5 separate regions of the Mus musculus genome follow, and all the other regions are linked to region 5. A link is a contact called in public HiChIP or PLAC-seq and capture Hi-C data. All regions are on one chromosome and are shown on one strand. The core of a region is the stretch at or near the end of the contact, and the rest is flanking DNA. Distances in the headings are between cores, read along the strand shown. Region 1 overlaps Camk1d (calcium/calmodulin-dependent protein kinase ID). Region 2 overlaps Cdc123 (cell division cycle 123). Region 3 holds the start of Sec61a2 (Sec61, alpha subunit 2 (S. cerevisiae)). Region 4 overlaps Camk1d (calcium/calmodulin-dependent protein kinase ID). Region 5 has its middle 16 kb from the start of Optn.

Evidence for each region. HiChIP or PLAC-seq counts read pairs in DNA pulled down with a chosen protein or histone mark. Capture Hi-C pulls out chosen DNA fragments and counts their contacts.
Region 1: a capture Hi-C map of embryonic stem cells shows a contact between it and region 5, with 3 times the contacts expected there. The contact joins two enhancer-like sites. A contact is called at or near these places in 1 of 484 Hi-C or Micro-C datasets (liver), 4 of 115 datasets of contacts at active chromatin or transcription factors (embryonic midbrain and embryonic stem cells) and 1 of 9 other capture datasets (embryonic stem cells).
Region 2: a contact with region 5 is called in an H3K27ac HiChIP or PLAC-seq map of embryonic stem cells, with 9 times the contacts expected there. The contact joins two enhancer-like sites. A contact is called at or near these places in 4 of 15 datasets of contacts at CTCF or cohesin (embryonic stem cells, large pre-B cells, pro-B cells and 1 more), 79 of 484 Hi-C or Micro-C datasets (the 3T3-L1 cell line, the 4T1 cell line, the 63-12 cell line and 49 more), 18 of 115 datasets of contacts at active chromatin or transcription factors (acute myeloid leukemia, astrocytes, craniofacial prominence and 9 more) and 2 of 9 other capture datasets (embryonic stem cells and pancreatic islet).
Region 3: an H3K27ac HiChIP or PLAC-seq map of embryonic stem cells shows a contact between it and region 5, with 13 times the contacts expected there. The contact joins the promoter of Sec61a2 here to the enhancer-like site in region 5. A contact is called at or near these places in 1 of 39 promoter capture datasets (hippocampal neurons), 3 of 15 datasets of contacts at CTCF or cohesin (embryonic stem cells, pro-B cells and stem cell-derived epiblast-like cells), 27 of 484 Hi-C or Micro-C datasets (B cells, the Ba/F3 cell line, the G1E-ER4 cell line and 11 more), 8 of 115 datasets of contacts at active chromatin or transcription factors (SST interneurons, astrocytes, embryonic stem cells and 1 more) and 2 of 9 other capture datasets (embryonic stem cells and macrophages).
Region 4: a capture Hi-C map of embryonic stem cells shows a contact between it and region 5, with 4 times the contacts expected there. The contact joins two enhancer-like sites. A contact is called at or near these places in 3 of 484 Hi-C or Micro-C datasets (the AML12 cell line, the G1E-ER4 cell line and nephron progenitors), 2 of 115 datasets of contacts at active chromatin or transcription factors (astrocytes and embryonic stem cells) and 1 of 9 other capture datasets (embryonic stem cells).

The regions. Positions count from the first base shown.
Region 1 is chr2:5,667,910-5,670,609 of GRCm38.p6, reverse strand. All of the region lies in intron 1 of Camk1d (calcium/calmodulin-dependent protein kinase ID), which reads left to right. Among named protein-coding and RNA genes, the nearest start is that of Camk1d, 46 kb to the left of the region's middle. Within about 2 kb of position 1,434, at least 17 of the 459 cell types and tissues checked have an H3K27ac peak or open chromatin away from gene starts, as enhancers often do. A contact at or near this core is called in embryonic stem cells, where this site is marked.
Region 2 is chr2:5,800,110-5,802,856 of GRCm38.p6, reverse strand. All of the region lies in intron 10 of Cdc123 (cell division cycle 123), which reads left to right. Among named protein-coding and RNA genes, the nearest start is that of Gm29984, 24 kb to the left of the region's middle. Within about 2 kb of position 1,381, at least 104 of the 459 cell types and tissues checked have an H3K27ac peak or open chromatin away from gene starts, as enhancers often do. A contact at or near this core is called in the G1E-ER4 cell line, cerebral cortex and embryonic stem cells, where this site is marked.
Region 3 is chr2:5,893,982-5,896,681 of GRCm38.p6, reverse strand. It overlaps Sec61a2 (Sec61, alpha subunit 2 (S. cerevisiae)), which reads left to right and starts at 1,250. Exons shown (of 12, transcript NM_021305.4): 1 at 1,250-1,425. The coding sequence starts at 1,419. Gm13267 (predicted gene 13267) reads right to left here and starts at 1,218. Exons shown (of 3, transcript NR_166420.1): 1 at 908-1,218. It also overlaps a transcript of Dhtkd1 not described here.
Region 4 is chr2:5,639,282-5,642,151 of GRCm38.p6, reverse strand. The region is part of intron 1 of Camk1d (calcium/calmodulin-dependent protein kinase ID); the gene reads left to right. Among named protein-coding and RNA genes, the nearest start is that of Camk1d, 74 kb to the left of the region's middle. Within about 2 kb of position 1,476, at least 21 of the 459 cell types and tissues checked have an H3K27ac peak or open chromatin away from gene starts, as enhancers often do. A contact at or near this core is called in embryonic stem cells, where this site is marked.
Region 5 is chr2:5,078,857-5,081,556 of GRCm38.p6, reverse strand. No RefSeq gene overlaps it. Among named protein-coding and RNA genes, the nearest start is that of Optn, 16 kb to the right of the region's middle. Within about 2 kb of position 1,321, at least 36 of the 459 cell types and tissues checked have an H3K27ac peak or open chromatin away from gene starts, as enhancers often do. A contact at or near this core is called in the G1E-ER4 cell line, cerebral cortex, embryonic stem cells and 4 more, where this site is marked.

The sequences.
Region 1 (2,700 bases), core at 185-2,684, 590 kb before region 5:
TGTGACCCCAAAGGCCACTGTGGAGCTGATTCTGCTGCGGTCACGCTAGGGTCTTTTCTATCCCCGCTCCAGCTGCGGGAGGATAAGGCCCAGTTTCTAGTGAGCATTTATAGAGGTAAGCAAACGAGCAAGGGGGACTCCAGCCTGGCACACATCTGAGTGGGGGCTGTTACAGAATTTTGTTTTCCTTTAAAATAATTGGCTGGTGCGAGGAGCCGAGCCATAAACGTAACTGCTGCTTTCCTCCTGATTGGTGGTTGCTAGGGAGCGACTTGGAGGTGCAGGCTTGTTGGTTCAGCCTTAGCTCAGGTTCTCCAAGTTGGACTCTGAACCCAAGATGGAGTTGGTTTGGTCTCTGAGCTGCGCCTCTGGTAAGTGCTGTTGAGGGTTTAACCTTCTTCCATTCTCAATGATAACACGTCCAGGTACTGACCCCTGACTCCCCCCGCCACAACTTCCAGAAGGGTCTTCAAATTAACCTCCTTATTGCATGTTGTGGGTAGAACGTTTTCCTTTTAGGTCTGTGGAGACCATATTTGATCTCTTTTCCAGTTTCATCTTATTTATGCTTCCTGTCTGGGACTTAGCAGAACTTGCCCTTGAAACGGCTTAAACAAGCACTTAGAATCTGGTTTGAGGTAGGATCAACAGCAGTTGATTGTCCTTTTCCTGGCTAGCTGGTTGGGCTTTCTGTCCAAACAGCTGCAGCGCCCTAGGGCAGGTCACATGACCCCTGCTGTCCTGACCACGGGCAGGTCCCAGCCTGGGGTACCTGAGCCTTCACATGCTGTTCCTGACATTTCGGTTTCGACTTTAGCACTGTCCTTTAGAGTTGTGTTTCGGACCCAGGAAGGAGGTCCCCCCCCCCCCCCATCTCCATGTTTGGCCTGCAGCTGTGTTTGTATGATTTCGCAATTTTTCCTTCATCTCAACTGGGCTGCGCGATTGGACCCGTGTCATCTGCAGCCATCGGTAATCTTCACTTAAATTAATCTTTCAAAGAAGCCGATTAAGTTGATTGCGCTCCACAAGCCGAGGTTTGGTGTCCGTACCTTTCAGCTGTTTACAGAAGTGATTAGAATGAGAACTTTGTATATGAGTTTTGGTAACCAGTTAAACTTATTTTTGGATCTTGTCTTAATGGTTTATTTCCATCATGTGCCTGTTTTTAACACAAAAACTGAAAATGAGGAGGGGCGGGATTTAATCTTACTGTGTGCATCTGTGCCTCTCAGGCATCCTAGGATAGCCACGGCCTTGACTCAGCTTGGGTGTCCTAAGAGATCCGTGACGAATCACCAACATTGTTTCTTCTAGCTCTAAGTTCTCTTTGCAGTTAAAACCATTATTTCTAATTTAACATAAGCAAAGACCTTGTGGCCACTGCCTGGGCTGCCTAGTGTAGAATTTAGCCCAATGCATTGCAAACATTTGCCTGCCAATCAATCTGAGTCTGCGCAATGTAGTCTTTCAGAACAGGGAGCGTGCTCCACAGGGAGCCCTTCCTGAGTGAGCAGATTCACTTTTAAGTCCATGGAAAAGTTGACACAGGAAGTTGAGTGTTGTTTAGAGGCAAAGTCAAAGAAAGGTGTTGGCTAACAGCTCTGTTTTGTGTGGCCTAAACTCTGCCTAGGAGTTTTTTTTTTTTTTAAGATTTATTTATTTATGATATGTAAGTACACTGTAGCTGTCTTCGGACACCCCAGAAGAGGACATCGGATCTCATTACAGATGGTTCTGAGCCACCATGTGGTTGCTGGGATTTGAACTCAGGACCTTCGGAAGAACAGTCAGTGCTCTTAACCGCTGAGCCATCTCTCCAGCCCCATGCCTAGAAGTTTTTTAAGACCAATGTATGAAAAGCTTAATTCTAAAGAGGAAATTTAGATGTCTCCCTTCTCTAGGAATATCTTAAGGCCGGAAACGTGCTGGAACCAAGGGTGGCCTTTCTTCTCATCTTCTGTCTCTCAGTCGTTCCTAACTAATTCCACGAAGCCACCAGCCCTCACAGCTTCTCTGTGGACAGATGAATATTTTTTATCATAACTTAAGCATGGTAAATAAAGGATATCACTTTCTTATTGTAAATATCAATGTCTTCAAATGGAACAGTATCATGATTATTTTAACTGTAACCAGTTAAATGGAATGTAAATGCCATAGACATTTGATACCTGTCATTATCATTAAAAAGTACTAGAATCAGCTTAAAATAATAAGTTCTTCCCCTCCCCCTTTCAGCTAATATTCTATTCCTAAGGAATTTTATCCTGGAATACCATATGTATTCCTGCAAAAGTATGTACATAATGTTTAAATTAGATTTCTGTATCAGTAAGGGTCTAAATATAAATATTTAAAAATCTATGTATATAGTTACTTCAGTACTAAGCTAATGATTGTTATCACACACTTGTGTACAAGTAGATGCTTTGTATGTACCGTAACAGTAGAATGCAGAAGTTGTTTCTGGTAAAGCGGTGGAGCCTTTCCACTCACCCTCCCCTAGTCCTGTCCATAATGATGAATATTCATCACTCTGAGGGTAAAGAAACTGTGTCTAAGTAAATACAGAAGTGGAGCTGGAGTGATGCTATGGCAGGCCCTTCCTTGACAGGGTCTCACTATGTAGCCCAGGCTGGTCTAGACTCTGTAGCCCAGGCTGGCCTCAAACTTGCAGTCTTCCTGCCACAGGCTTCG
Region 2 (2,747 bases), core at 132-2,631, 720 kb before region 5:
ATTTATTTTTTATCTAATATATAAAAACATAAATTGGATATGAATTTAATGTTTGAGTGCATGTCTGCATCATGTCCTGTTTAGTTCTGGATTCCTTACATAAGTGAACTAATCCAGGCAAAGGGCAAGTACTACATGATTTCATTCATATGGGAAACCAAAGGAGTTCCTACTCAAATGTTTGTCATCCCTTTATGGTAAGAACATTCAAAATTCTCCCGTTTCTGGCCTGAGTTTACTGAACTGACAGCACATCCTCATTGTCTGGCAGGCACCCCAGCCTCCAGGATAGGTATAAGTGTCACTAGAGACGTTGGAGGTGACAGTATCCTATCCCAGTAGTTAAATGTTGGAGGCCCCAATGGTCTCCCCTCTGTGCAGTAGCATACAGAACTTCTTATTCTTCTTTATTAACTATTGATCATCTTCTGCCACGTCGCTCCCCACACCAGCCTCTGGTAGCCGTCTTTCTACCCTTGACCCGTGGAAGATCCCTGGTTGAGTTCACATATGAATGAGATCCTGTGGTATTTGCCCTTTTTCCTGGATTAGTTCACTTACATTACGCCTCCCAGTTCATCCGCATTGCCCCAGAGTACTAGGCAGCTATGTTTCTTATTGCTCAACAGTTCTGTTGTGTGTTTGGACCACATTTTCTTTATCTATTTGTCTGCACTTCCAGGTTGTTGTGGGTAGTGTGGAAATTGAGATTGGGGGACAACTGTTCTTTCAGGTATTCACGTCTTTGGATGTATGCCCAAGAACTGGGATGCTGGGTCATATGGTGTGTCTGTTTTTAATCTCTTTATTTATTTACATTGATCGTGTGAGAACATGGACTTGAGTGTGCTTCTGTCTTTCCACCATGTGGGTTCCTGGGATCAAGCCCAGGACCTCAGGTTTGTCAGCAAGTGCCTTCAAAGGCCGAGCCTCCCTAGGAGCCTCTTTAACTTTGTAGGGCACTTGCATGCTCTTCCTCAGCTAGACTAGCTTACCTTCCTCCCCACAGTCCGTGAGGACTCCTGGTCCCCAGATCCTTGCCAGTGCTTGTCGCCTTGGTACTTCTGGCTGGTGAGAGGCAGGTTCTCTGAAGACACATGTGAACACAGCACACATGCACACAATCACAAACACATCTGAAAGGACAGGGGAGCAGAGGTCGAGACAAGGAAGGATGCTTGGGAAAGTTCCAGCTGGACGGAAAGAAACCTCCGAGGCCTGGGAAGCAGGGTGAGTTCATAGACAGACATCTGATCCCGCAGGCAGGAGTCGCTTCTCTGCTTCCTGGTAAAGACGTTGGCAGCCTGCTGTGTGTGTCTGTGCTGTGCTAGCTGCTGTACTGCCCACAGGAAGCATCAAACAAGATAGCCTTGAACGTTGGAGGAAGTTATCTTGATGTGGAAGTGGCAGACTTGTGTTCGCGAGGTGTGGCCTGTGGCAGGCAGCATCTAGGCAGTTAGAACAGGGTAAAACCAGCCTTTTGTCTAGAACACGCTCCCTTCCCGGAAGGCTTTTATTATCATTTAGTTCTGTATCTCAGTCTGTATATGCTGTGGGGTAAGTGTTATCTGCCTGCAGTGTATAGATACTAAACTAGTTATTTCATATCGGCAGTTGAAAATGTTGGAACCTGCCAAGCTGCCTCCTGTCCCTGGCAAATGTCCTGATCACTAACTCAGTGGGGCTGACAGGTAGACGCAGCTGTTTAGCCTGTAAAAGAGTTGAGGAATTAAAGTGAAGTTGGACGAGTATATAAGTAATGGTAGCTGAGATCCTGCAGATCTGAAAAAGAGTTCATTTTTAAAAGCGAGAAGCATGCCAGTCTAAACATCCTGACAGTTTCCGTTCCGAGATTTAGACCATATTGTAAAACCCATTTGCATTTACTCAATGGTACGTGTATCAGAGTTTGTTAGACACTTTCTTGAATATATTATTTTGTGGCTATTCTTGTAGAAAGCTCACTCGTGTCTGTAAGTAGTTTGGCTCGTGACATATAACTGAAGTGTTTGTACCTAGTGACACTTTGGCGTGTCTATGTTTATTGTTGTTGGGCAACTTGATTCAGGGCTGTAGAGTCTTAACTGTTCTATGCACATCAGGTCAGTAGCCCACCCATTCTGTGAGTCTAGGATGGACACTGGGTAAGGTTTCAGAAGCCCCCTCAGGGATGATGATGTACGGCTAGAATTTAAAATCCTTATTTACATTGTGTGTGTGTATATAAGAGAGAGACACACAGAGGCAGAAGGTGGGGGGGTTTCACTGCATAGCTCTAGCTAGCTCAGAACTCACTATGTAGAGCAAGTTGGCCTGGAACTCACAAAGATCCATCTGCCTCTTATTTTAGAGTCTTAGAAAATCAATGTTGTTCCTTTCTAGTCTTTTCCCTGTGACTTGTGTTGCTGATAACTTGTTTTATTGCTTTCTGGACAGAATGTTGTTTAATTTTGAGTCTTGCTATTGTAAGTTTGGCTTTGTAACTTGATCATGCCAAACAAAGGAAGTCCAGCGTGTGCTGTGTTCTGCAGACTCATGGATCTAGACCAGGCTTGTTGCTGAAATATGTAGCTTTGGAAGCAAACGCGCATCCTTTTCAGATCAAACACATTTTCGGGGAAGGGATAGAATTACAGATGAGCAATACTGGCAGGGGTTCTTTGTGCTATTTCTTTATTTTTTATATGGAGACTTTATCACATGGGGAAAAAATCTTTCCCAATTTTTTTTCCTTTGGCCACTTGATT
Region 3 (2,700 bases), core at 1-2,500, 820 kb before region 5:
TCAAAGGCAAGTTTAATAAGAATAATAGTGTATATTTAAGTTTAAAAAAACCATAATGTACCTTTATTCTCTTATCTTTTGGTTTCTTAAATTAAAAGATATTAAAACTCTAAGATGGAATTTAATATATTTAAAAATGTTTTTGTCTTGCTCTTTCTAAATTTCTTCCTATGCTGCCTCTCACAAGTTTATTATTTCTTGTTACAGTTTTCCCTGACAGAGCTATGAAAATGTCTTCTGCCTTTCTACCTTTATATCAGCCACATTCTGAATTGTGTTGCAGAAAGGGACATTTGAATTATTTCATATGAAACACTACTGTATTTTCTTTCCTCTTAAAAATGTTAGTTTTTCTTATCTGCTGTCCATAATTATGCATGTTTAATGTTCAGTGAGAACTAGAGCTTCAGTTATGTAATTAGTAAGTTGAAATATTAAAAATAATGAATTTTGCTTAAAATGACACATTATTCTTTTTTTTTAATTAGGTATTTTCCTTGTTTACATTTTCAATGCTATCCCAAAGGTCCCCCATACCCACCCCCCATATATCACATTATTCTTAGCAAAATAAAAATTACCACCTTGAAAGAACCATTTTACTCAAATTTCTTATGTTTTCCATATATTTCCTATTTGGGAAAAATAGTCTGAAATTAACTTCTCTAATTTACCTATATTACCTTGGAAGTTTTACTGGGTTTTTTTTGGGGGGGCGGGTTCGAGACAGGGTTTCTCTGTGTATCCCTGGCTGTCCTGGAACTCACTCTGTAGACCAGGCTGGCCTCGAACTCAGAAATCCACCTGCCTCTGCCTCCCGAGTGCTGGGATTAAAGGCGTGCGCCACCACCGCCCGGCCTAAAAAGGTTTCTTTCTGAAAAAGAGAGACAGATAAAAGAGTTTATACCTCTTGATGCCTTGATGTCTATTTTGAAGATGGGGAAGTACTGGAAAGTACTATTGTCTGCAGTGTATTACCAGTTTTCACAAATGTCTAAGAAGTTACAGTTAAGATGGGGCGGAAAGAAAAGTCTGGCTCAGGTAGCTCAGCTCTAGGCCTTGGGGTACCTGGACCAGGAAACCTTATCTAGAAAACAGCTTTGAAAAGGAAAACCCTTGTCCTGGAGTAGAGCAACTAAGAACCGCCCACCACGGCAGGCCGCCCCGCCTCTTGCCATCCAGTCCCGCCCCCGCCGCCGCGCCAACGGTGACCATAGCAACGCGGTGGACGTCCGCCAACGGCCAGGCTAGGTCTGGGAGGAGCCTAGAGCGCATGTCACATGACTCTGTGGGCGGAGCTTGTGCGGGGACGGCCAGAGCGTGTCCCCAGCCTCCGCCGCCTAGGCCAGAGTCGTGAGGAACGGAGCGGAGGCAGCTGCGAGGCCGCGGGTGCCCGCCGGGTGTGCTGAGCCGCCGCCATGGGCAGTGAGTGTGGTGGCTGGAGCGCGAACCTCGAAGGCCGCGGGTCCTTTCGGGCTGTGGGCAGTGGAGTCGCTTACTCCTTGGGGTGGTCTTGGGTGCGGGGGATGCGCAGGCCTCGTTGGGGTCGCCACGGGCAGAGCGAGCTGGGGACCCGCCAAGGCGCCTCGGGTCAGCGAGGCCTTGCCCGGCGGGTCACGGGAACTCAGAAGTCCCGGTTTGCTCCCCTTAGGAGGCGAGGAGCGAGGATGGCGCGGGGAGGCCATTGGCTGGGGGCGGGGGGTAGTTAGCACACTCCACGGCTTGGACCACTTGGGCTTTTTCTGAATCTCAGGAAACTCATTAATTTTTAAATTATTATTCTTGAATCACGCTTCCTTGGTGTGTTGCGACGAATAAGTCTCCCTTTTTTTAAAAAAATATTTTTTATTAGGTATTTTCCTCATTTACATTTCCAATGCTATCCCAAAAAGTCCCCCATAACCTCCCCCACCAAGTCTCCCTTTTTTAAAAATGTGATTCGTAGCATGCGTTTTAGGGGAGGAAAGGCGTGTGATCAGTAGCTCAGCATTTTCCTAGATTAATTCTTCCCAGTCATTCTGTAGTGTTCATTGAAAACTGTAAGTTGGTGCGCAAGGTATGGACGAGGCCTCGCATTATAAGATCCTTCCAGGGCCCTGCCCAATCACTCACCCTCATGTATTTTCACACAGATACTTTACCTAGCAGTTCACATGTTTGTGTATAAAGGGATAACGTTGCGATGCACTCCATTGGCTAACAGTAGACATTTGGGGAAAATTGGAAAGGAAATAAGAGACCCTTGGCCTTGAATTGTGAATAAAAATGGAATTGTGCAACACGGGGAGAGGCAGTACATGGCGGCACGCAACAGCGTTTTTTGATCCTGAACGCCAGTACAGTAATTCATAAACTAGCAATAAATCTCGGAGAGTAGCCTGGGCTGAGATGGGGAAGGGAGGCGATTCTAGACAGTTTCCCAGTGTTGTGACCCATAGTTGTTGTTTTTTTAATTGCAGGTAAATGTTTTCAGAATTTAGATTTACTTTTTTTTTTTTTTTTTTTTTTTTAAAGATTTATTTATTTATTATATGTAAGTACACTGTAGCTGTCTTCAGACACTCCAGAAGAGGGAGTCAGATCTCGTTACGGATGGTTGTGAGCCACCATGTGGTTGCTGGGATTTGAACTCCTGACCTTCGGAAGAGCAGTCGGGTGCTCTTACCCGCTGAGCCATCTCACCAGCCCTAGATTTACTTT
Region 4 (2,870 bases), core at 227-2,726, 560 kb before region 5:
TATGCCATTTTATTATATGTTATTGTATGTATGTACGTATGCACATGTGCATGCATGAATCTAGTTAAATCTAGATTCTGCATAGAAGAACAGGCACTATTCTGTCTCCCCCCTCTCCCTTCCTCTTGCCTGTTTGGCTCTTTCGCCTCTCCTTGTATCTCTTCTTCCATTTTCATATCCTCCTTCTGGTTAGAATCTGGAATGCTTCATGAGTGTGCAGGGCCATGCTGGTCTCTGTCGTTCCAATTTTAGTATCTGTGCTGCTGAAGCAAGCGCACAGCTGGTTTAAGGACACAGAGAAACGGAGGCAGCAGAGCCGTGCCTGCTGCCTTCTCAGACTTCTGGGACTTGAGTTGTTTTCTTGTGTACTTACTGCCCATGGCTCTAATCCAATATGATGAGTATGACTGCCTAAGGGTAGCATAAGGAAAGGGCCTTTGAATTGTACTTTATGACAGATAAATCCTGGGGCTCCTGCATGTTTTGAGATTTGTGACCAAGTTGGCAGACTGTGCAGGCACACAGCAACTCCGGTGTATTGGTGGTGACAGCCCATCCTCTTTTGTCCAGATGGGAGCTGCTGAGTTAACGATGGTGTATCTCAGGTTCAGATAACAGTAGCTTTTCTCCCCAGCATTATCCAGACCATGAATGCCTTTGCCTGGCTAATTTGGATGATTTTGGATTTGGTTTCTGTGGTGCCAAAAATCAAAGAAAATATCTTGAATGCTAGGTATCTGCGGTGAGCGCAGTCTGCTGCTGCTGTCCAGGTAGCTTTGGTTTTTGTTCAGCATGCCTGGCATCTTCTGTTACAGTGACCTGTCCTGTCTTGTTTGGCATTACCCAGATGGTTGGGATGTATCTTTCAGGGAGGGGCAAATGTACCCTCCTCACGTCTTCATCCTCCAGTGTCTTCGTGCAGCTGTAGCCTAAGCTCCTGTGGGGACTTTTCAGTGTACTGACCGTTATCTAATCCAATGGGCACTTGAGTGATGGTGTCTGTAGGCAATTCTACATTTCCATTTCTACCTGTCCCTTCCTGAGCTATAGCCCTTCTGCACACTTCCCTGGACATTTCTAGGTAACCATGCCGATGTTATCTCAAAGAGATCTCTTCATCCTTGGCTTCTCCATCCCAGTGTGATTGTCTCCTAAGTCCCCCATCTCTGAACAGCCTCACCGTCTCCTCCAGCTGCTGGAGTCTGAAAGCTAGTAAATATTCTGGCTCCCACCTGTTCTGTTTTTTTTAAATGGAATTAATTATTTTGGTTTTAATAGTGTGTGTATGTGTGTGGGGTGGTGGTGTGGTGTGTGGGGTGGTGTGTGTGGTGAATGTGTGTGTGTGTGTGTGGAAGGCAGAGGTTGGTGTTGCGTGTCTTTGTTACCCCTCACCTCCTTAGTCCTTGGGGTGGGGTCTCTTACTGGGTAAGAAGCTCATCAGACCACCTAGGTGGACTTGACAATGAGCTTCCGGGTTGTCCGTCTCTGACCCGCCCAGCACTGGAGTCACATGCATGCTACCACACTGCCTTTTTAAGTGGTTGCTTGGGATCCAAGCTGGGGTCCTTATGCTCCCAGGACAGTCACTTCCCCAGCCCCTGCCCCTCCGTCTTTGACTTCCTTCCATCCAGGAAGCTTGCTTTCTTACCCAACACTAGGTAAGGCTTCCTTCCCCCTTGTCTCCCAGCTCTCTACTCAGCTCTGTGTGCCTTTTAATCACGGTTAATTCCTTACTTGTTTTTCTACCCAACTAGATTCTAATCTGAAGACAAACACAATGCCTTGGTCGCTGGGTTCTGAGGGTAATTTAGTGCTTTTGGAATCTTAGATGCTTGATAAAGATTTATTGGACAAACGGGAATGGATAAAGAGACATCGTGGTGTATATACACAGTGGGACTATAAAATTCCCATCCTGCTATTAAATAATTGGAGCTTGCTGTGCTTATTCCAGCAAGCAGCCCACTGCCAGGTACACGTCACCTTTTAAACATTAGCCAGCTCTAGCTGGTTCTAGTATTATTTTACTATTTTCTCTGCACACTGTTCACAATTAGCTATTATTATTTGAGCACTGCAATGAATTCTCCTTAATAAAACATCTTCAAAGCATGGAATAGTTAGGTCTGACATGGAATCGAGCCTGGCTCCAAGAAAGTACCTCCCCTTGCTTAGGGCTTCCTTGTTGAGGGTGCTGTGATCTCACTGTGGAGGTTTGCTGAGGACAGCTCAGTTTCTGGTGTTACAGGAGGCTCAGGAGGAAACTGAACTGGTGGTGCTAGGTCAGGTGAAGTGACTGATGGAGGAGTAGGTTACAGAGCCAGAGATAAGTGCTGTAGATGAATCAGAAATGTGTCTCATCTGTTCATATTTTGCATGTTGATTTCCTAGATAGTGTCACTGCTTTGTGTGTGTGGGTGTGTGTTATAGAACCTTTAGGAGGTGGGGCCTAGTTGTCAGAAGTAGATCTCTAGGGTTTGACCTTTGAACTTTATAGTCTGTCCCAGGTTCCTGACATCCCCTGCTTCCTGCCTGATCTGCAGTGATGGGAAGAGCCCCTACTATATGGCCAGGAGGCTATAGCCCGAATCCTTCCATCATGCCTCCCTACTGTGCTGGGTGCCTAAACTAACGTGCCCACCAGTTGTTGTGTGGGTGTTTTGTTACAGCAATGCAAAATAGACTAATACAATAGAGCTAAAGGAGCTGGCCAGAGTTACCCAGCTGCCCAAAGACTAGGACCACCTCCAGGCCCATAGCGTCAGGGAGGAACCTGGGAAGCTCTCTAGCTGAGGCAGAATGGTTTTCCAGAGGGAGTAGGGTAGGGACAGGTGTTGCTGGACCCATGCACTAAAGCAAAGACCACTCAG
Region 5 (2,700 bases), core at 72-2,571:
CATGTGTGGTTTGTCTTTGTGATTGTAAACTGTACTCATTCGATTCTTCTTAACTCTCAGAGTATAGATTGTCTGATGCTCTGAGTAAGGTTGGCTAAGGCCTGAGGCTTTAGTCCTTCTCGGTTTTTAGGCTCCATCCTCCCAATTTCCACTGCCTCAACAATTGTACCTTTGCCCTTTAAAAATATGTCAAACCTTCCATTCCTCATCTATTTTATTTTTTAATTTTTCCCAAAAGTAAACATATACGTGTACACAGTCACACATGGATATACACATCCACATGTGCACACTCACACTCATATTCCTCACAATCATACACAGGCACTCCACATACACCATGAGTATGCTTGTATGTGACCATAGGCACCTACTTGCAAATACTCAACACATACAGACACATTACAAAAACGCACACACTTGGACTTCTACCCATATATTCACACACAGGCACGTATGTACATATGCATACATGATACATACACTTCTATACAAGTGTAGACTCAAAATATATGAATACACACGTGTATGCTCAGTCATTGGAGTTTCATATGCCAGTCTATATTGGGGTGCTGTTTTACTGAAGTACTTCCTGACCTCTGTTCCCATAATTCTGTGAGACCCCGACTTAGAGCGTTTCTCCCTGAAAGGTAAAGCCCCTGGACATTCCCCAAGCTTGTTTTCCCTGATCTCTTAAAATACAGCCAGAAAGAAGCTCTTTGTTCTCTATAGCCAACAAAAAGTCTTTTTGTTTCTGTGCCTTACAGCCAGAGACTCGATGATTGTGGGGAGACCTAGCCAGGCGCTTGCTTGGCTCCCTGTGCCAAGGACATGGAGATAGATTCCCCAGAGAAGAGCTACAGCTCACTCCTCACTCTTCATGCCTTGTTATTTTACCAAGGACACCCGCCAGAGAAGAGCTGTAGCCAAACTCCTCCCAACTCCTCAGCTAGCTGTTAAAAGCCCCCTACTGTTACCGCTCGAGATCGAACTCCCCTCAGCTAGCTGACAATAAAGCGTCTTGCAGTTTGCATCAGGTGTTATCGGGGTGCCGACCAGCTCAACCCGGGACTTGAGCGGAGGTCTCCCCAGTTTCGGGGGTCTTACAATTCCACAATCCCAGCAAAGGAGGCCATTTCCTTGTCTGTTTTTTTTTTATCTTGATACATATGTACTATTAAAATGGGACAAATTAAAAGGTCTTAGTCTGACAAAGAGCACTTTCCTTAAAAATGCTGACCTTTCTTTCATAGGCTCAATTTGGATTTTCCCTGAGAGGGACTGCCAGTTGACTGCAGACAGTCATTTGGCACCATCTGCTGGACATAGACAGTCTGAGCAAATGAGAGCTGAAGAGATCAGAGCTGAAGAGCCCAGAATCCACGTTGAGTGAGTGCCTGGATCTAATAGTTCTGCTGTGTGTGGCTTTATTGCAAATATGCAACTTCCTGTGCATATCTCTGAGTTACCTTACGTTATCCTCTCTGAATTTCACAAAGCACCTTTGCTTTATAGCCTCAGCCAAGTCAGCTCACAATGAAGAGCAGAAACCACATCTTGCCACTGTTGCATCCCTAGGGTCCAGGATACAGTAGGAGCTGTGAAACATGTTTCTCTTGCTCTGTGGCTTTTGAATGGCACAATGACTAATATGGGCCATAAGAGATGATGAACCATGGACAGCATAAAGCTAGGGGTGAACATGAACTCCTGATCCTCTGCCTCTACCTCCCCACACCGGGATGATGTTGGAGAAACATCAGCTGCTCCGTATGCCTTTTCAAATTTTAAATTTTTCTTCAAATTAAAAAAATAATAATAACTGTTTAGACCAAGGTCTTGCCATGTAACCCAGGTTGACCTCAAACTTGATCCTCCTGCCTCAGCCTCTCAAGCCCTCAGTAACCTTTAAAAACTGATAAGTTTTCCCCCATGTGATAGTTAACTGTGTGCATTAACTTGGCCAGACTAAAATGCCCTGCATTTGGCCAAATACCACTGGAGATACTTCTGTGGAGACACATTCTTTATGTGATTGGTGTTCTGCATAAAGCGTGTGATTCTCCATATTGTGTGTGGGTCCTTTCATTTGAAAGCTTTGAGAGTAAAGACTGCAGTTTCTCAAGGTAGAAGAAATTTTTCTTCAACCAGATTGCCACAGAGAAACCCTGCCTCAGTTTCTCACTTGAGGGATTTGGAGTCCAGACATCAATTGTAATTCTTACCTGAAATTCCAGCCTGATGACCTCATATAAACCTTAGACATTCCTGCTTCATTCTCCCTCTCCCTCTCCCTCTCCGTCCCATTTTGCTGGAGAAACCTAACACAGGTCCTATACATTATATTAGTAAAGTATCAAGTGTTTTTTCAGTTCACTAAGAAGCTAACTGTGAATCAGGATTGCCCCTAACTAACTTCAGACCCAAGCATATCTGTCTTAGAGCATCCTCCAAGATCTTAGTCCAGGAATGGGCTATTCCTATCCCCAGCTTTGTGAGAAATGGACAGGAGAACAACAAAGCATCCCACAAATAGAAATATCACATCCTTGAGAACAATCAAGTAAATTGTTACAGGAAAAACACAACATCTCTGAGCACATTTAGGAGGTAAATCGTTCCCAGACACCTTCCTGAAGGGAGTGGGGGGAGCTTTGAGGTTTCAGAAGCACAAGCCAGGCTGGGTGGCTCACTTACTCT